Regions from separate parts of the Mus musculus genome. Here all the other regions are linked to region 4. Evidence: chromatin contacts called from public Hi-C, HiChIP or PLAC-seq, Micro-C and promoter capture Hi-C data. All regions are on one chromosome and are shown on one strand. The core of a region is the stretch at or near the end of the contact, and the rest is flanking DNA. Distances in the headings are between cores, read along the strand shown. Region 1 holds the start of Dennd5a (DENN/MADD domain containing 5A). Region 2 holds the start of Tmem41b (transmembrane protein 41B). Region 3 holds the start of Lmo1 (LIM domain only 1). Region 4 holds the start of Denn2b (DENN domain containing 2B). Region 5 holds the start of Wee1 (WEE 1 homolog 1 (S. pombe)).

Region 1 (3,529 bases), core at 892-3,391, 340 kb before region 4:
ACAAAGTTTCTCTTTGTATCCCTGGCTGTGCTGGAACTCTGACTAAACTTTCCTTGAACTCACAGAGATCCATCCCTGGGGTTGAAGGCTTGCACATATCACTCTTTGACCTTTTCTCTCTCTAATTGAAAAATTTCCCAAGTCTCTTCTATATCTTCGTCTGAGTGATCCTTTAATTGTACCCGGTCTGTACACCTGGCATTTGAAACCTTTCTTGCCCCAACTCTTCTCTCCCTCTCTGTTTTATTTTCAATCCCTTTTAATTCTCTGTCTCTGTTTGCTATTTTGTTGTTTTAGACCATCTGTACTGTAAGGCTGGGCTGGCTTCACATTCACACTCCTTTTGCTTGGGCTCCAGAATGCTGGGATTATAGGTTTGCGCCACTATACCTGGCTTTCCCATCTTCCATATTAGTACATTCCTCAGTGCTGCCTAAATGTCTGGCTTTTCCACTCTTTATTGTGGGCACACATTTGATCCTTAGAATCACCAGAAGCCTTCCATGACCGTGACCCAGCACCAAAAGGCGTTCTTTTCTTTGCTTTATTAAGCTCTCTGAGCCCCCTGCACAGACTCTGAGTCCCAAGCATGTGGGTTATAGTATCATCACTTCAGATGGACTTTGTAAAGCTACCCAGTCCTCTTGATTTCTCCCAGCCGCTCAGGTTAGATATAGGGAGCAGATGCTATGGTTTCCAGTGATGTTGGCTGTGACCTCTCAACCAACCTCCCAAAGGGATCCAGTACTTGAGAGGAATACTGGGACAGAACCCAGGAGAGAGCCCAGGTTCAGCCCTTGGGGAAGCCAATTGCCTTCTATAGTCCTTAGCTGGCTGCCTGCCAGAGCAAACCTGGCGCACACTATTCTGTAACAACAATGACAATGTATATAATATTTATGGAGTGCCTTCTATGTTCTGGGTATAATCCTCACCACTTTACCTATACATGCATTTATTTTGTACTTTGACAAAAATCATGCCTGTTGGCACCTAGAAATTACATAAGTAAGTTGCCAATATCATATTGTACATTATAAGTCAGAATTCAAACTGGGGGACTGTTTCTAGAGCCCATGCTAGCAGCCACTACAGTTTCTCTTCCTTGGCCTCTGATGTTACAGTACAGACCCACCTGAGCCTGGTGTGATGATGCAGGCCTTTAAGCCCAGCACTGAGCAGGCAGAAGAAAGAGTATTGCATCAGGGTAATACAGGTACATAGCAAGTTCTGGGTCAGACAGGTCTATAAGTGAGACCCTATCCAAAAAAACCAAATCAAATCAATCAACCAACCAACCACCAAAAGAAGACACATCTGGCTAGCTTCTGTAGAAAATGAAGTCAGAGGGTCTGTTCTTTAGACAAGAGACAAGGACCAGGAGGTTTCACCTGTTCAGCCACCCTTTCTCTTCTACAAGCAAATTCTCACTAGAAGGAAGAAAGGAATGAATGAATGAATGAATGAATGAATGAAGGGTGATGGATAGATGGATGAATGGACAGAGAATTCTGTGAGCATGAAAAGAACTAAGTGAAGGGGGAGGGAGACTTCTGGGGCTTCATGAAAGGGGGAGAGTTTGGTGCATGGAAGAAGCCCTGCTTGTGGGGTGCGGGGCAGTGAGCTAGCGCAGGATTCAAGCGTAGGGTTGTTTCTTGCATTTTTTGAGCCTCAGTTTCCCTATCTGCAAATTAAAGGTAAATAGAAGATAAGCTGACCCACTCTCTCCAAAGAACAGAGTTTCCTCAGATCTATTGGGGAAAGCTGACACTGAGGAGAGGTGACAAGGAGAAGCTGCTCTGTGGTGACAGTATAGGAGCAGGATTCGGTGGGCTTCACAGTTCAGCCCTGCAGCTCTTATGCCGGTGACACGGCCAGCACGAGCCACCATGGCCCACTCTTTCCGCACACCGCATCCGATTTCTCTAAAGGGTGTCGCAGTCGCGTGGAGGTGGCTGCAGTCGCGGGATCCCAGCAGCTGACCGCTGGCCACTCTGTGGTGGCTGCTCTGGAAGCCCAGGCCCCCGGGGCCCAAAGAGCATCACGTCATCCTTTGCGCCCGACGACCGCCCCTCCCCGACCGCGCGTGCGCACGCGGTGGCGGCGGGTGGGGGGCCGCGGTGGGGCGGGCGGCCGCTCTCCGCCCTTCCTCAGGCTTGCTCAGGCCGCGGTGCAGAGGACAGCGTCCAGGATGCGGCGCGGGGTGGCCCGGCGCCCCCCTGCCCCGGCACGGCAGCGGCGGCCGCTAGGACCCGGCGAGGCCCGGGGGCGGCGGCCGGAGCCTCGGTAGCGGCGGCGGAGGGAGCGGCGGCTGAGGGCGGGCGGGCGGCCGGGGGCGGGGGCTCGGCTCCGCGCGGCTTGCCCCGCTCGGCCCGGAGCCATGAGCGGCGGCGGCGGCGGAGGGGGCTCGGCGCCCAGTCGCTTCGCCGACTATTTTGTCATCTGCGGGCTGGACACCGAGACCGGGCTGGAGCCGGACGAGCTGTCGGGTGAGTGCGCGCGAGCCCGGGCTAGGGCCCGCGGGGCCCGCTTTGTCCCGGGAGCCCAGTGAGGGTCGGGCGAGCAGACGGGACGCGGGTCCCGCGGGCCTGCTGCCCCCCGCGCGGTGGTCGCCGCGTCGGCAACCTGGGGAGACGCGGACGCTGGGTGCGCTCAGAGGTCGAGGGGCTTAGTCCACAATGAAGGGAAGCTTGCCTTCTAGCACCCTTTTGGGAGGAAAGAAGTTAGCCCACTTCCTAGTGAGAGTTAGTCCCACCCAGACTTTTCAAAAGAGCAAAACAAAAACTTGATGAGTTTATTTGGCCTCTTCCCAAGAAGCCGGCGAGACCAGTTCCTCAAAACCGTTATAACTCACTCCTGAGCAGGCCAGGCCCGGGCTTTTCCTTCACAGTTCTGCCCCTCTTGATCGGACGTGAAGTGACAAATTGAACCGGGTTACACCAAGAACGGGTTCTCTCTTGGCGCTAGAAAAGAACTTGTACCCAGGGCCATGCTTTTGTTGTTGTTGTTGTTGTTGTTTGTTTTTTAAGTTAATGTCCTTTACCAGGCGAGGGTCATTTGTGAATGAAGGCAGCGCGTCCCAGTTGGACAGGTTGTGCAGTGTTGTGATGCCTCTCAAGTTATCTTTCGAAGAGGAAGTGATGGGGGAGTGACAGTGAGGCCCTGATGAGATTTGGCACCCATTGCTTGAAGGTGTAAGAATTATAAAATCCCCGGTGAATTCCTGCGCGCCCACATTGGAGTTGCAACAGTTTTGAAAAGTTTTTGGGTGGCCAGTAAGCAGGTTTCAGTGGTTGGAGGCTTGTCGTGTTAGACTTTAAAGTTATGTCATGCTGATTCGATGAGGGAAACTCCTCTCCCCCTTTCTGTCACGATGTGGTAGTCATTGAACACCGTACAGTTTCTCTATTGAAAGTGATCATCCAGTCTTGGATTTTTTTTTTTTTGTCACTCCAGTTTGTTTGTTTGTTTCTCCTCCGATTCTTCTTCTTCCTCCTCCTCCTCCTTGTCTTCCTCTTTCTCCTCCTTA
Region 2 (3,577 bases), core at 624-3,123, 370 kb before region 4:
GTATATGTGCTGCTAAAGCGAGCACATATGTTCACTTTTTATGTTTTATTTTTTTTAAAGATTTATTTATGAGTACACTGTAGTTGTGTTGAGACACACCGGAAGAGGGCATCAGATCTCATTTGTAAGCCACAATGTGGTTGCTGGGAATTGAACTCAGGACCTCTGGAAAAGCAGTCAGAGCTCTTAACCACTGAGCCATTTCTCCAGTCCCAGGTGTTCACTTTTTTTTTTTTTTTTTTTGGTTTTTCGAGACAGGGTTTCTCTACAGCCCTGGCTGTCCTAGAACTCACTCTGTAGACCAGGCTGGCCTCAAACTCAGAATTTCACCTGCCTCTGCCTAGCAAGTGCTGGGATTAAAGGTATGCACCACCATGCCCGGTCACGTATTCACTTTTTATAAAATGATTTTTTGTTTCTTTTTAATTTTAATTTTATTAACACTACACTTACTGCTGCGTGCTTGAATGTTATGTTGAAATCAGAGGACGCCAGGCTATGGTGGCGTACGCCTTTAATCCCAGAATTTGTGAGCCAGAGGCAGGGGAATTTCTGAGTTCAAGGTCAGCCTGACAGCCTGGTCTACAGAGCGAGTTGCAGGACAGCCAGGGCTACACAGAGAAACCCTGTCTCAAACCGCCCCCCCCCCCAAAAAAAAGTAATCAGAGGACAACTTCCAAGAGTTAGTTCTCACCTACTGCTATTAGGTCTCAGAGACCGAAATAAGCCTGTCAAGTTTAAGAGACAAATACTTCTACGCACTGAGCTGCCAATTCTCTAGATATCAGATTATTTCTTCTAAGTGTAATTACTGCTTAAGAACAATCCAATTCCCCACTCCCCCTTTTTGTCCAAATTTTAAAATACACTGCTAAGTTACTTTCACGAAGAAATTCCCCACTATTACCTTCGATACCTGCTTTTAAAAAAGATAACGAAAAAAATGTCAATTGGATAGGGGCATCGCTCAGCAACAGAATGGTGTGGTTTGTATGCCCAAGGTCTAAGATTATATCGACAGCAAGAACAAAACAAAACAGGGCTGGAGAGATGGCTCAGTGGTTAAGAGCACCGACTGCCCTTCCGAAGTCTTGAATTCAAATCCCAGCAACCACATGGTGGCTCACAAACATCCGTAATGAGATCTGATGCCCTCTTCTGGTCTGTCTGAAGACAGCTACAGTGTACTTAGATATAATAATAAATAAATCTTAAAAAAAAAAAAGAACAAGACAAAGCAAAATCCTAAAGAAGAGGTGACTCTAATATACTTACCAGTGAGAAGCTGGATATGAGGGGCAGAAGGAGAAAAACTGTCAAGAAGCTATGCCTTGGCTCAGGAAACGCCAAAATATAGCGAGTAAGGGTGAATTTACTTTGGACAGGTGAGTGAAAAACCTTGGACTCTAAACTAATTTCTGTCACTCTGTGATCTTCTTTGTTTCTAGGTCTCAATTTTGTGAGATTCAGGTACGTTTGTCTCATGTTTTAAATTTTACACGATTTTAAGAACAGGCTTCCAGCTTCCACAGCGCTTGTAACCCATTTGCTGCGGAACGAATGGAATCTCCAACACCAACTAGTCGCGCGCAGACACTTCCGGTTGGCGGAACAAAGAGTCTGAAGTACTCGAGCCTCACTTCCGTGTGACGAAAGCTACGCGGAGAAGTCGGACCTTAGGCCGCAGACCCATGACTTGCCAATGCGATATTGCTCATGCGCCCTACACCAGCGAGGTGGGCGGGGCCCCGGAGGGGGCGGGGTCGGCCCTGACTTGTCTCGCGGTTACTGGGCGTGCGGGAGCGCGCGAGGTTCGTGGGCGGTTCTGGGCGGGCCCTCACCTGATATCTCTGGAAGGCTCCGCCGAGTGTCAAGTTTTCGAGGTCGTCTCAGGTGAGGTGGTCGTGCCGGAAGTAGTTGTGCCTCGCGCCTGGGTGTTGAAAGAAAGCTGCGGGAGGAGCTTTAGTCATTCAAGGGGGCGCGGCACCAGTAGGAGCTCTTCGCGGCCCCCGCAGCAGCCATGGCGAAAGGCAGAGTGGCTGATCGATCGCCCACCGAAATGTTGCACTCGACCCCAGCCGGGGACCGGGCAGTGAGGACCCAGGGTTCCGCCGCGCCTGGCAGCAAAGATCATCTGAACGGTGAGTGGACCTGCGGGACGGGGCTGAGGCTGCCCTAAAGATTAGGACCCCGTGGTGCAGGTCGCAGGGAAAGAGGGACCTTTCAGCACCGAAGCATCTCAGCAAGAGAGTCCTGTACTTGGCGGGGAACCCAGCATGACAGAGGGCTAGACTCCTCCTAGTTAGTTTTTTCTCAATAGACTTTAGTCAAAGGAAGCGGTGACCCCGACTTGTGACACCAAATAGACCGGTTCGTTATCCAGGCCACCCAGACAGGTATTTGAGAGACTTGAGCTTTCGTTGTATTGTTTTACAGATGAACATACTGAGGACTATGCAGCTCCATGACTTGTGTAGAGTCACAGAGCCACACTAAGGTTGTGATTAAGAGCAAAGACTTGCCCTTCCAGGTGCCACTTGAAAGTGTCAGATTCTAGCCGGTGGTAGTTGTAGTTGCGCGTCCTTTTAATCCAGTTCTCCGGAGACAGACAAGTTCCAGGTTACACAGAGAAAACCCTGCCTCGAAAAAAACACAACATTTTCAGCTCTTGTGTTTCCATTTAACCTGGTTTGTAACTTAAAAAAAAAAAATTGTTTGATTTGTTTTCAAGCTAAGTAGCCCTGGTTGTATTGGAGGACCTTGCTCTGTAGATTAGACTGGCCTCTAAGGCAAAGAATGGCTTCCTTCAGCCTCCCAAGTACTTGGATCCAAGGCGTGCAGGCGTACACTACCGCCTTGTTTTTTTTTTTGTTTTTTTTGTTTTTTTTTTTTTTGGTCTTTCAAGACAGGGTTTCTCTGTATAGCCCTGGCTGTCCTGGAACTCACTCTGTAGATCAGGCTGGCCTCGAACTCAGAAATCGTCTGCCTCTGCCTCTCAAGTGCTGAGATTAAAGGCGTGTGCCACCACTGCACGGCCTTCGCCTTGTACTTTTTTTTTTTTTAATTTATTTATTACATGTAAGTACACAGTAGCTGTCTTCAGACACACCAGAAGAGGGTATCAGATCACGTTACAGATGCTTGTGAACCACCATGTGGTTGCTGGGATTTGAACTCTGGACCTTTGGAAGAGCAGTCGGGTGCTCTTACCCACTGAGCCATCTCACCAGCCCCCTCCCTGCCTTCTACTTTTTAAAAGACCTTGTTTGGTTCTGTAGGTCAAGCTGATTTGGAACTCAGAGATCCACCAGCCTTAGTTTTCTCAAGTACTTGGATTAAAGGAGTAGACCACCTGCAGAGATGGATTTGTAACTTTTAAAAAGTATCTGAGCTGGGCGTGGTGGCACACACGCCTTTAATCCCAGGGGATTTCTGAGTTCGAGGCCAGCCTGGTCTACAAAGTGAGTTCCAGAACAGCCAGGGCTATACAGAGAAACCCTGTCTCAAAATAACCAAAAAAGAAAAAGTATCTGAATTTTAAAACGAGAATAGTTATTTGCTTGGTTGATGCAAGGGT
Region 3 (3,689 bases), core at 568-3,067, 440 kb after region 4:
CTTGGCTGCAACTGCCTTTTGCTTGCTGAGCCAACTCTCTGTGAACTCCCCCCCGCCCAACCCGGCATTCCCCCCAAAGATTGTCAGAGCAGGAAAGGCACAAGGTAACAAACATTTGGCATCAGGAAGATGATAATCTGGAACTGCTTAGGATGGAGAGAAAAGGGAATTGGCAAACCAGCCACGGCATGGGTACACCCAGGGCCTCAGCACTGCTGGGTATCTAAGCAGCCAATTTGGAGGCACCCTCTGAACAGCCTTCTTTTCATCACTAAATTGAACATAATTTGTGCAATAATTTCAGAAACTTTCCCAGATACTTTGAGACCATGTATAAAGATGGAGGGGGGGCAGGGGGATCGGTGTGACTCTCCCTATTCTCCCCACCCCTCCATCAGAATGTGTTTTGATAAGTGGGGGCTTGAGTACAGCATAAGGACTACTAAGCCCCCCCCACTCACCAATTAAAATTTTTAAGCCTCCATGGAAGGAGTGAATATTAGTTTCCTGATTTATAAAAGCCAAATGGATTAAGCTCATTCATTGCCCGAGGAAACAAAAAGGAAATCTTCAATACCTCTGTGCACATTGAGAACTCGAACAATACCAGTCTTTGGAAAGCAGAAACCTAATTTGGGGGAATCAATTACCCTCTGTGTCCCTGCCTCTGTGGGCTCTCTCCCTGGCTCCCTCAATAGAGATTTCCTGGGAGGTAAAATGTAGAGTTGGTCCACTATAAGCACACCCTCTCTCCAGCTTTGAGACTGGAGGCGAACTAGGATGGGGTGGGTAGAGCTGCCCCCGTGTCAAGCCTGTGTGAGAGTGGGGGCTTTTATGGTACATTGAAGCGTGAGGGTAGCATTGAATGGGAAGAGGCAGTGAGGGGGAAAGGAGTAAGGGGCGAGGTGGGGTGGGAACTTGAGGGTGCATGTGGCAAAGTCCAGTCAGAGCAGGAGCAGGTGACTGGGGAGGGGGTAGATATTGTGGAGTAGGCTGGCTCCAGCTTCACCCACACCATCCTCACTGCCCTCTTTACCCCCTACTCTGCTCCTGCCTGGCTTCTCTTTTGTAGTCTGTGCTTTCCAGGGTTGTAGCTGCAATTGCTGGGCTATAATGAAAAAGGAGGGGGTAGTGTGGCAGGGAGTCACATTCTCAAAGTCATACTCTGAGAAGTACTCTGCATTCCTGCGCTGGGTCTCTAACCTTAGTCCGCAGTCCCAGACCACACCCAGCTCAACTCATACACGGAGTTGGAGTCCCACACTTACACCAGAACGTTCTTCCGTTGAATTTGCACACTCCCACACGCGATGGCACAAATGCCACCCTCCCCACTGGTCATAAGCTGTCTCAGCGGCCCACCACCCCACACATCCCTCACTCAGGCATGCGGTCACACAGGCACACACACATGCACAGACTCCCTCACATGCACACACTCAGGCTGTGCTTTTGTGTTTTGTCAGAATTAATGAGAAAAGTTCCCGTGCCCTGCGGGTAATTAGTGTCCTTGGAGTTAAATAAGCTAATGGCGGGCACCTCTGGCCCAAGCAATTATGTTTGTGTATTGAATAATTGATTCAAAGGGGGGGAAGGGCCGCTAATCAGATCTGAGCATAATGAATTGATTTAATTAACAGGGGAGTCTGAGGGGCCCTGGGAAATGCAAGCTGCACTCTGGTGAGAGCGAGCGCAGCAGACTGCAAGCGGGAACCCAAGCGCGCGGCTGCGGCGGCTGCTCCGGCCCGGGCTCCGGCCCTAGCTCGGGTTCAGGCTCCCGCTTGGCTCGGGCCGGGTCCCAGTTGCTCAGCCCACGCGGCCGCGGCCCCGCCCGGCGCCCGCCCCTGAGCGCGCCGCGCCCTCGCTCGCTTGCTCCTTCCGAGCGCCCTGCCCGCCCGCGGCGCTGCGCTCCGGGCGCCGCTCCGTCCGCCCTCCTCGGCGGCCACGGGGCGCGGGGCCCACGCGCGACCGCGGGAAGCAGCGCAGTCGCCCCGTAGGTGACAGTCCGAGCCGCGAGTCCCTTTGCATCCTCCGCCCGCACCCGGCTGGAGCCGCCTGGGGACTATGGTTTTGGACCAAGAGGACGGTAGGTGCTCAGGGACACTTGGGAACAGCGGGGGCTCTGCCGAGGCTACCTCCATCCCGGTGACAGAGGCCCAGGCACCGGTCTCGACCGCTGCTTGGAGCCTGTTGGCGGCTTCCCGGAAGCTCGGAAGCTGGACGTGTGCCCTGTGTGTGTGAGTGTATGTTGAAGGTGCCAGGAGGCTCTGCGCCGCCCCGTGTTCCTCGCCGGGATGAGGAAGTCTCCCCCCCGCCCCGCGCGCATCCTGGAGCCTGTTAGCTGGGCACACTGCAGCCGGGAACTTTCTCTCTCGCTCTTGCCCCATTGCAGGCATCCGGAGCATACAGAGAACCCGTGGGGTGCGGGCTTCCCGGTTGTGGTTGTACCCACCGCCAGCCACTCTCTGGGCCTCCTTGAGTATTTTCATGTTTTTCCATACCGCAGTGTGAAAGGGAGCCCGAGAGGGGTGCTCAGAGAACTTGGCGGATGAAGGTGTATTCTAAATAGTTTGGTCCTTGGGTCCGCCCAGCCTTGCACCTGGGGACTGAGACTTCAGGGCCTACTTGGTGGGTGGTGTTATCTTGGCCCTCTGCAGGGCTAGGAGGTTGCATGCCATCAGTTCACCCAGACTACATTAGTGAGTATCCTGCTGGTTAGGATAGATGGGTGGACTAGACAAGAAGTTTGGGGCCTTTAGGGTCTCCTACTGTTACCAGATCTACCAGACTACCAGGTCCGTTTGTATTAAGAATCTCATTTTCTCTCATTTTTGGCCAGGTGGGTTGGGGTTGGGGGAACCCAGGATAGTTAAGTGTCTTGCTCTGCAGCCCAGGCTGGGATCATATTGCTTTTCTTAAGGAGCCCCGACCCCTAAGACTGCTGTAAACTTTGGGTCTCACAAAATCTAAGTCTACCCTTGGGTCTGACTATTCCCTCCCCCGCCCTCCCCCTCCCCCCAACTGCACTGTAGTTGTCTGGAGAAGTCATCTCTGTACCATCCTCTGGGCTGAGGACATTCATGCCTAGAGTATGACATAGTAGGACAAGGAGACTCCGAAATTTAGAGTTGGGAGCTGCTAATCACTAGGAAGAGGGTCTGTCTGTCTGGTCTCTTCTTTGGTCCCAATAATTACTTGTCTTGTCCTACCATCTTCCCCTATAGTGATCAATTGTCCTGGCTTGTTCAGGACAGTCTGTTTTAGCATAGAAAGTCTGGTAGCAGAGGAAATCCCCGAGTCTTAGGGCAGACCTGTGTCCTTCTAAACCCCTAGCTGTTTAGGGGCTCGTATACAGGGGTGGGGTGGCTCTCATGGAGGGGCAGGGTAGATTTGTGCAGATTTGGCTTAGGCCTTTCTAAGGCCTAACAGTTTATGACTGCAGTTTCTGAGAAGGCCTCTCTAGACTCCCAAAGAGGGAGTTTGCCGACGGTGCACTTCTCCACTGTAAGCTGGCTGCAAATTCCTGTGCATTGGCTGCTTTTGTGCGTGTAGTGGAAAGGCAGAGCATCAGAACCTGGCCAGCAGGCATTCTGATGGCACGGCAAATGATGCTTTACTCTGTCCTGTGGCTGCCACGTGCACAGGGAAAGGACCCTTGTCACCCCTGAATACCTCTCTAGTAACCACTT
Region 4 (3,654 bases), core at 883-3,382:
CCCTTATTTTTAATTTTGAGACAAGATTTCATTGAATTACCCAGACTGCCCTCTGTAGCCAAGGCAGTTGGTGACATTGCAGTTTACTTCAGCCTCCTGAGAAATTGGTATTACAAGCTTGACTGACCCACTGGCAGACAACGTGGGTCTGTACAATCCTCCTTCAGAAAAAGCCAATCAGGCGTGATCTGAATCCAGTCCTGCAGAGGCAACAGAGGAAGTCGGCTGGCCTTGCTTCTTTCCAGTTCCAGGAGCTCATATGCAACAGAAGGGTTCTGGTCTCCCCAATTCAGGCCCCAACTTTATTCTTTCTAAGGACAAGATACCAAAGAATCTCTAACTCCGGTGTGCCGCTAGGGGGAGCATGGCCTGCGTTGTGTGTCTGGTCTTAGGGCTTTTAACATTTAGATTACTTTAGTGACTGACTTTCTGCTTTGGTAGCCTGACTCACACTGTTTGACTGGAAGGGTCCCAGAAAATTTTAGTTGATATTGTCAACTCCAGTGAATTTGATCTTATTGTAGAAAGGGGTGGACTTGCCTCATCTGGGTTCGGAGACTAGGCAGGTGTGTGTTCCTTGGGTTCAGATAAAGAGCAGAATTTGCTGTGTTTAAGAGGAAAGAGAAACAGAGCTTTAGTGATACTGAATTCCTATGCAGATGTGGGGATTCTGGGCTTATCACTACTTAAGGATCTGTAGTAGTCTGCCATTTCTACTTGGGTTTTATGTCGTGTTTTTGTGTATTATCTTCAGCATATATTTGTGAGTTAAATTCAAGTCAACCAAAGTCTGGTTTTGGGAATTTTGTAGCATACTGAAGGTGAGTCAACATCACAAGGAATTCTGCAAGGGATAAGCGTTACAGATTCCATCAGGGCCCCCCCACCCCTCCCCCAGCATTATTTTGAGGAGCAGCATTGGAGAATGGCCTCCTTGAGCCTCATTGTCTTCATCCTCATCAGCCTCCACCTTCCCACATGCAGTCAATCCATTTACCAACCCCGAGTTCTACTTGAAAAATATATCTACTAGATTGGTGGAGGAGAGGTACTAACAATTGGGGGGTGGTGGATGAGAGCTGAGTGCCTAATTTGAAGTGTTTTTGACTAATAGCACCTTGACACTGCACCTCACACCCTAGTCCTCTGCCACCCCAGTATGAGATATATTCATAGAAAGTAGAAAGTCGGGAGGAGGCTGGCTCAGTGACAGGTGGCCAGTTGGCGATGAGGTCAGGCACTGCTAAGGTCTTGTGACTCTAGCTCTGGTATTCTTGGCAACTGTTCTGCTTAATGTATGCCAGAAAGTTGAAAGGCTTGGACACTGGTTTTGGATCTCTCATTTCCTGGTTCAGTAAATGGGAGCAAGTAATTTAACTTTACTTTAGATACATTTTTAAAATGTGTTAAATTAATATAACACCAGTCGTAACTTTTAGGACTACTCTGTCAGAGAAAAAAATGAACCAGGATTTGGGAGGTTATTTTGGGAAGATGTAAGATAGTACTTGGGGGTAGGGCAGGGCATTTTTTCTCTAGTTTGCAGCAGATATTGTGCATGTCATAGATGTTATCGGTCATTAAATCTTTGGGCTAGAAGGGTGGCAGATAGATTTACCTTAACAGGACTTAGATAGAGTCTTCACTTTCCCTTGGAGGCCCACACTTGTGGTTCTTAGAAAATGAGCTGGTTTTCAAGATCAGGCTTCTGTGTACTTTATAGCAAAACATAAAGGACTAGGAGACCCTTGACTTGTCTCTACTCTCAGTTCCTAACTAGTTAGGTAAGTGTGGATCAAGTATCTGATCTCTCTGGGCCTCAGTGATCCCATCTATAAAATGGTAGCAAACCTATCTGACCAGTGTGTTAAGAGCATCAAACAAACTAGTACATCTATTTTGAGAGGGTTAGGCAGCATCCAAGCAAAAGTATACATAGGGCTACTAAAAGGGCCTTCTGTGTCCCAGGTACGGCCCTGGCACTTGTACAGTTTCTCATTGGAGGCCTGGGCTGTGGATCTTTTGTTCAGAGAGGAGGCTGTTTGCATTGTGTTTGATGTCCTGGCTCTGACTGTAGACTTAAACAGTGTTCCTCCTAATCCTGATCTAGTTTGTTTCTTCTCCTTTGCAGGAAGACAAGAGACTGCTTGGGCTCTGGCACTAGTACCATGGGACCCTGTACTGGCTAAAAGCTGTCTCCAGGACCTGAACAGTCAACAAGGTAACCAGAGAGGCCAGTCTAGGCCAGCTTCTAGGATGTGAACTGTGTTTCTGCCCCAAATGCTCCTGAAAAATCCCAAGCGAACAAACAAGTTGAGGCAGCACGCATCAGGGTCCCTCCTCATTCCGCTGCTGCTGCAGGACCCAGAGGAAGTGCTTGCTTCCCCTCCAAGCCTTCAGCTAGCTCCCTCCCCTTTGGCAGGGATTCTTCCAAGTTATAAAAGCTGAGACACTAGAGGGGAGGAAAACAAGTCCACTCACTGTCCTCACCCTTCTCCCCTCTGGGTTGTTGCAGCAAGTTCCCAGGAACAGACCTGGGCTCCTGGTTGACTGGAAGGGAGGTAGGAGGAGTGGAATGCATGCATAAACTGAGCCGATCAAAAGACCGCGCTGTTTCAAGGCCGGCTAGAACTCAGAGAATGTGTAGAAGCACGCGCACGCATAAACGTGCGCGTGCTAGCTCGCTCCTGGGACACCGGGTTGAGGGAGAGCGCCTAGCTGAGTGAGAGCAAGCCTGCAAGCGTGTGTGCAGCCTAGGACAGGTCTCCATGACAACCAGCCTGACTGGCTAGCTGCGCTAGCTCTGCTCACTTGGCTGGAAGGAGTGTCTTGAAAGGTCAGAGGAAGGAGCTGTGGGAAGTTCGCAGCAGGTACTGGAGCTTAAGCCAGTGGATCTGGGGGCCCTGGGCTCCCTAAGCGACTGTGGTGTGAGCCAGCCTCTGTGGAGAATGGAGTGGGCAAGAAATCACCCGGACTACCAGGTAAGGGCACCTCTGAGCCCCTTGCTTTGAGTCGGGCTGTTTATGGCAGGCCAGTGTCTGTGCTCTTCACTTCAGAGTTTGGGGGTCGAGAATGATGTCATACTCCAACAGTTGGATTCTATTAGCTCCGGGAGGAGGAGGGAAACTGCCAATTTTCTTGACTTTGCAAATCTAGCTAATCTCACTCTGGCTGAATCGGAGATGTTTAGGCTTCACTCTGCTTTTATTTAGCACAAAGCCACTGGATATTTTCACAGGAAGGTTCTTTTATAGGAAAATGAGTTCTCATCGCTCTAGCACTGTTGAAGTTCTTATGTGGAAACTTTTGAGCAGCTTGGTCGGTTTTACCTCGTGCTCTCTTATCTCCATGCTGCTATGTCTGACTTGTAACAACAATCAAAGTAGCTAATGAAGCTCAGAGAGGAGCCTGCAGTGAGTTTCAAGTCCATCTGGGACACTTGACAGGGCAGAGGGACTGGCACAACAATATCTGAGCGGGGGCCTTGCACTGTCTATGAAGTAGCTTTGGAAATAGGAAACAACCCCCTCCCCATTAATGATGCCCATCACAGGGTTTCTTGAGTTGTGGAGGGGACTTTCTTGGGTTTTGGGGACTTGCAAATATCTGTCTCATCCAGATGTTGCAGAGAGCTGTCTTAACACTACAGCTACG
Region 5 (3,344 bases), core at 449-2,948, 500 kb before region 4:
CAGCCAAGGTTACACAGAGAAACGTTCTCTCAAAAAAGGGGGGCTTATTTCCCGTGTTAAACTTACAGGTACCATGCCTGTCTTTATTTTGGAAATTGTCTACTCTTAATGTTTTTGTGACTTCTCAAGTATTACCATGACAGTATGCATATTCACCGGCTATTCCAAACGGGTTCTGAACACACTCTGCTTTAAGACACATTAGTTTTGACACACAGACCAACAAAACGGCAGGGGAAACTCCAGAATAAACACAAAGCTTCCGTAATACTAAATCCCGAAAGACAATCAAAAGCAACCTGGAATATCCATGAGTTCACGACGGTAAACACAGAGACTCAAAAGGACGCGCAGAATCTCTAATGCCATATCACATGGAACCACAAGTCCAGGGGGTTGGAACAAACCCTTTAATAAACCTAACTCCTTCCATCCGTGCCCCCCAAATTACAGGCCCGGACACCGGATTTAACAGGCACCATATGGCTCGGAGTGTCAGGTGGCCAGCAGCAATCCGGCACCCTGGCACACCGGACCACCGAGACCCAATACTCAACCACCTGGACAGCGGGGACCAGGCCCTTTGTAAAGTGGAGTAGTTACAGACCAGGCCCATTGTTCAGTTACATAATCTTAACCGACAACTTCTAGGCAGAGCCAAAAAGGGGGGCTGCCAACTTTTTTTTTTTTTTTGAGTGGCGGCGCAGGACAGCGAGCGGGGTGCGGCGGGGCGGTTATGTAACCGAACCCGGGCAGTGGCGCGCAGGGCTGCAGCGCCGCGGCCTTTTTTTTTAAAGGCCCTGGAGCCGGCTCCTCCGCCCCCTCCATTACCTTGGGAGTGTGCGGCGTGTCGAACAGGCGCAGCTTGCGGAAGGTCTTGTGCGGAGGGGTGCTCGGGTAGTCGGGCTGCGGCGAGCAGGGGTCGTCCATGGCTCGCGGAGCCCCGCAACCCTGCGGGGAGGCATCCCCTGGGCCGCCGCAGCGCACTGGCGAGAACGGGCTGCTCAGAAAGTAGGCGGTCGAAGGTGATTTGACGGGCGACGAGGAGCCGAAACCCTCCTCCTCCCAAGAGTCGCCCTCGGCGCCTCCACCCGCCGCTTGCGCGCCTCCGCCGCCGCCCTGCAGCAGCAAGTCGTCCTCCAGCTCTCCCGGGCTGCTGGGCTCCGCGCCGGGCGAGCGACGGCGGCGCTCGGCCTCGGCCTCGGCAGGGCTGCGTGCAGAAGGCAGGGGCGAATCCGGTTCCTGGAAGGCCGAGTCCTCCCCCGTACTGTGGCCGCTGCCTTCCTCCTCCTCCTCCTCCTCTTCCTCACAGTCGCTGCCCGGCGAGAAGATGAGCTTCTGCCGCAGACTGTAAGCGGCTCCTACGCGGCGGGTGGGCGGCGGCTGCTGTCGGCTCAGGAAGCTCATTTCCCGGCTGCAGTCACGGCGGAGCACGGGAGAACACAGGACCGGCGAGCAGAGGCCGGCGGCGTCCAGGTCGCGGCTGGCACAGGGGGCGGGTCCGCCACGTGCGATCGGGCGCGCCGGGCTGAGGCTGCAGCGGGCCTGCGCGGCGGCAACTCCGAGGCCCGTCAAGCTCACGACGGGGCGACGGCGACGGCTGCGGCGCGGGATGTCCAGCGGAGACTGGCCGGTCCAGTGCTGGCGAAAGGCTCCGCAAGTTCGTCCGCAAGTTCGGGTTCCGCGGCTTCCCGCGACCGTTAACCACGTGAGGGCCCAGCCCACCAATCCCCGCCCAGCCCCGGTTTGAAAAAACAGGGAGGGCGCGACGTAGCCCACGGGGGAGGAACCAGCTACGCGATTTTGGCGGGAACTCGCTGACTCCGCCCCACAGCCTAGGCGCGCCGCCAGTCGTGGGCGGGTCGCGGCATCCCGGGCCAATGAGTGGGCCTGGATTGCACAGAACCCCACCCAGAGTCTATGTTTAGAGGACCGGAGCCTGCCGGGAGCCGCCCTGCGAGGAGGGGCGAGAGGACGGCGGCTACTGCCCAGTGCTGGCCTTGGGTCGGCCTCCCTGTCTCCGGGTTCAGAAGCATCCGGACACCGTGCAGCCTTTGGGGACGCCTAGAAGCCTGGTCCAACCCCAGGTTCTGAGGCCCGACCCCTGGGGCGTTCTGGGCGTGGCTGTGTCCAGTCACGTTCTATAGTCGCGGTCCGAGCCGGAAACAGTGACCGAGCTCTGGACCTTGCCCAGCGCGAAACTCAGATAATGAGCTGCAGGACTAGGACACAGAGGTGGCCTCTCACACAGTCTTGTGTCCCTCACAGCCAGACTTATCCGTGATAATTGGTCCTGCCACAAGCCCGAATGCCTGACCTGCAACCGTGGTGTTTATATTTGTTCGCTTACACGTGAGAGTGCGCTAGCCAAACTGATTGGTCCCGGGAGAGAAAAAAAACAAAACAAAACTGAAGTGTAACAGAGGTGAGTGCTGGCGCACACACCTGTGATTCAAACAGTCTGGAAGCTGAGGCAGGAGGACCAGAAGTTTAAAACCCCTTTGCTCTGTAGTGGTCCTGTCTCATAATTTCCAGGAAAAAATAAGTTTCCACAACCTTCTCAACCGTAACTTAAATCTGTTTACAACAAGTGTGTTCCTATTTTGTATGCTATGATCAATCATTTCTCCTTGTTACGGTTTTGTTTTTTTTTTTTTTAGCATTCTCTGCTGGAGTGGGAATTACTGAGGCCAGACTGTCATACAGAAAAGTAGGTTTCTTTTTCACTAGGAAATTAGAACCCACTTTTGGGGAACTGAGGCCATCAGTAGAAAGCTTGATGTTTTTTAATGTAGATTCACATTATCTGGATAATAGCCTATTATACTCTTCTGTTGTCATTTACTGTAGTTAGGAGTACTAATGTGTGTGTGAGCTTTTTTTAACACTTCAAAGGCTGAAAAGTCAAACTGATTTTTGTTTTTGAGACCTGCCTTTGCCGTGTAGCCCGATTATTTGAACCACCTCCAGAGTGCTGGGATTATAGACCTGTGCACCTGCCAGGCCAGGCTGATGGACTGATCTTTGGTTTGGTTTGGTTTGGTTTTGTCTTGTTTTGTTTTCAAGATAAGAAAACTGTGTAGCCCTAGCTGACCACTAACTCACAGGGATCCATTTGACTTGGGAGTTCTGACATTGCTGTTAGATGGGTTGATCAGGGTGACCTGAAAGTAAGATTGAGCTCAACAGAAGCAAATTGCCCTTTACTTAGAACAACGCAGGCCAGTGAGTTTGGCAGTTTCAAAGAGAACTTCTAGAGTGGAAGTTTCCATATGCAGATCTGTTCCACTTAATAGTATCTCAAAAGCATAAATACAAAGGAGGTTGTTATAGTGATCTTCTTG

Evidence for each region. Promoter capture Hi-C pulls out the DNA fragments that hold promoters and counts their contacts. Hi-C and Micro-C count contacts between places; a contact is called where the count stands out from the background. HiChIP or PLAC-seq counts read pairs in DNA pulled down with a chosen protein or histone mark.
Region 1: a contact with region 4 is called in an H3K27ac HiChIP or PLAC-seq map of stem cell-derived neural progenitor cells. The contact joins the promoter of Dennd5a here to the promoter of Denn2b in region 4. A contact is called at or near these places in 4 of 39 promoter capture datasets (the C10 cell line, cranial neural crest, liver and 1 more) and 2 of 115 datasets of contacts at active chromatin or transcription factors (microglia and stem cell-derived neural progenitor cells).
Region 2: a contact with region 4 is called in a promoter capture Hi-C map of cranial neural crest. The contact joins the promoter of Tmem41b here to the promoter of Denn2b in region 4. A contact is called at or near these places in 2 of 39 promoter capture datasets (cranial neural crest and maxillary cranial neural crest) and 1 of 115 datasets of contacts at active chromatin or transcription factors (pancreatic cancer cells).
Region 3: a contact with region 4 is called in a Hi-C map of embryonic stem cells, with 4 times the contacts expected there. The contact joins the promoter of Lmo1 here to the promoter of Denn2b in region 4. A contact is called at or near these places in 6 of 39 promoter capture datasets (cranial neural crest, embryonic stem cells and pre-B cells), 16 of 484 Hi-C or Micro-C datasets (embryonic stem cells and muscle stem cells) and 5 of 115 datasets of contacts at active chromatin or transcription factors (all in embryonic stem cells).
Region 5: a contact with region 4 is called in a Micro-C map of embryonic stem cells, with 2.0 times the contacts expected there. The contact joins the promoter of Wee1 here to the promoter of Denn2b in region 4. A contact is called at or near these places in 2 of 39 promoter capture datasets (liver and maxillary cranial neural crest) and 1 of 484 Hi-C or Micro-C datasets (embryonic stem cells).

The regions. Positions count from the first base shown.
Region 1 is chr7:109,959,034-109,962,562 of GRCm38.p6, reverse strand. It overlaps Dennd5a (DENN/MADD domain containing 5A), which reads left to right and starts at 2,141. Exons shown (of 23, transcript NM_021494.1): 1 at 2,141-2,489. The coding sequence starts at 2,381.
Region 2 is chr7:109,984,526-109,988,102 of GRCm38.p6, reverse strand. It overlaps Tmem41b (transmembrane protein 41B), which reads left to right and starts at 1,873. Exons shown (of 7, transcript NM_153525.5): 1 at 1,873-2,141. The coding sequence starts at 2,021.
Region 3 is chr7:109,173,335-109,177,023 of GRCm38.p6, reverse strand. Lmo1 (LIM domain only 1) reads left to right here and starts at 1,817. Exons shown (of 4, transcript NM_001302205.1): 1 at 1,817-2,086. The coding sequence starts at 2,065.
Region 4 is chr7:109,615,625-109,619,278 of GRCm38.p6, reverse strand. Denn2b (DENN domain containing 2B) reads left to right here and starts at 2,132. Exons shown (of 20, transcript NM_001001326.1): 1 at 2,132-2,221.
Region 5 is chr7:110,120,413-110,123,756 of GRCm38.p6, reverse strand. It overlaps Wee1 (WEE 1 homolog 1 (S. pombe)), which reads right to left and starts at 1,698. Exons shown (of 11, transcript NM_009516.3): 1 at 832-1,698. The coding sequence starts at 1,407.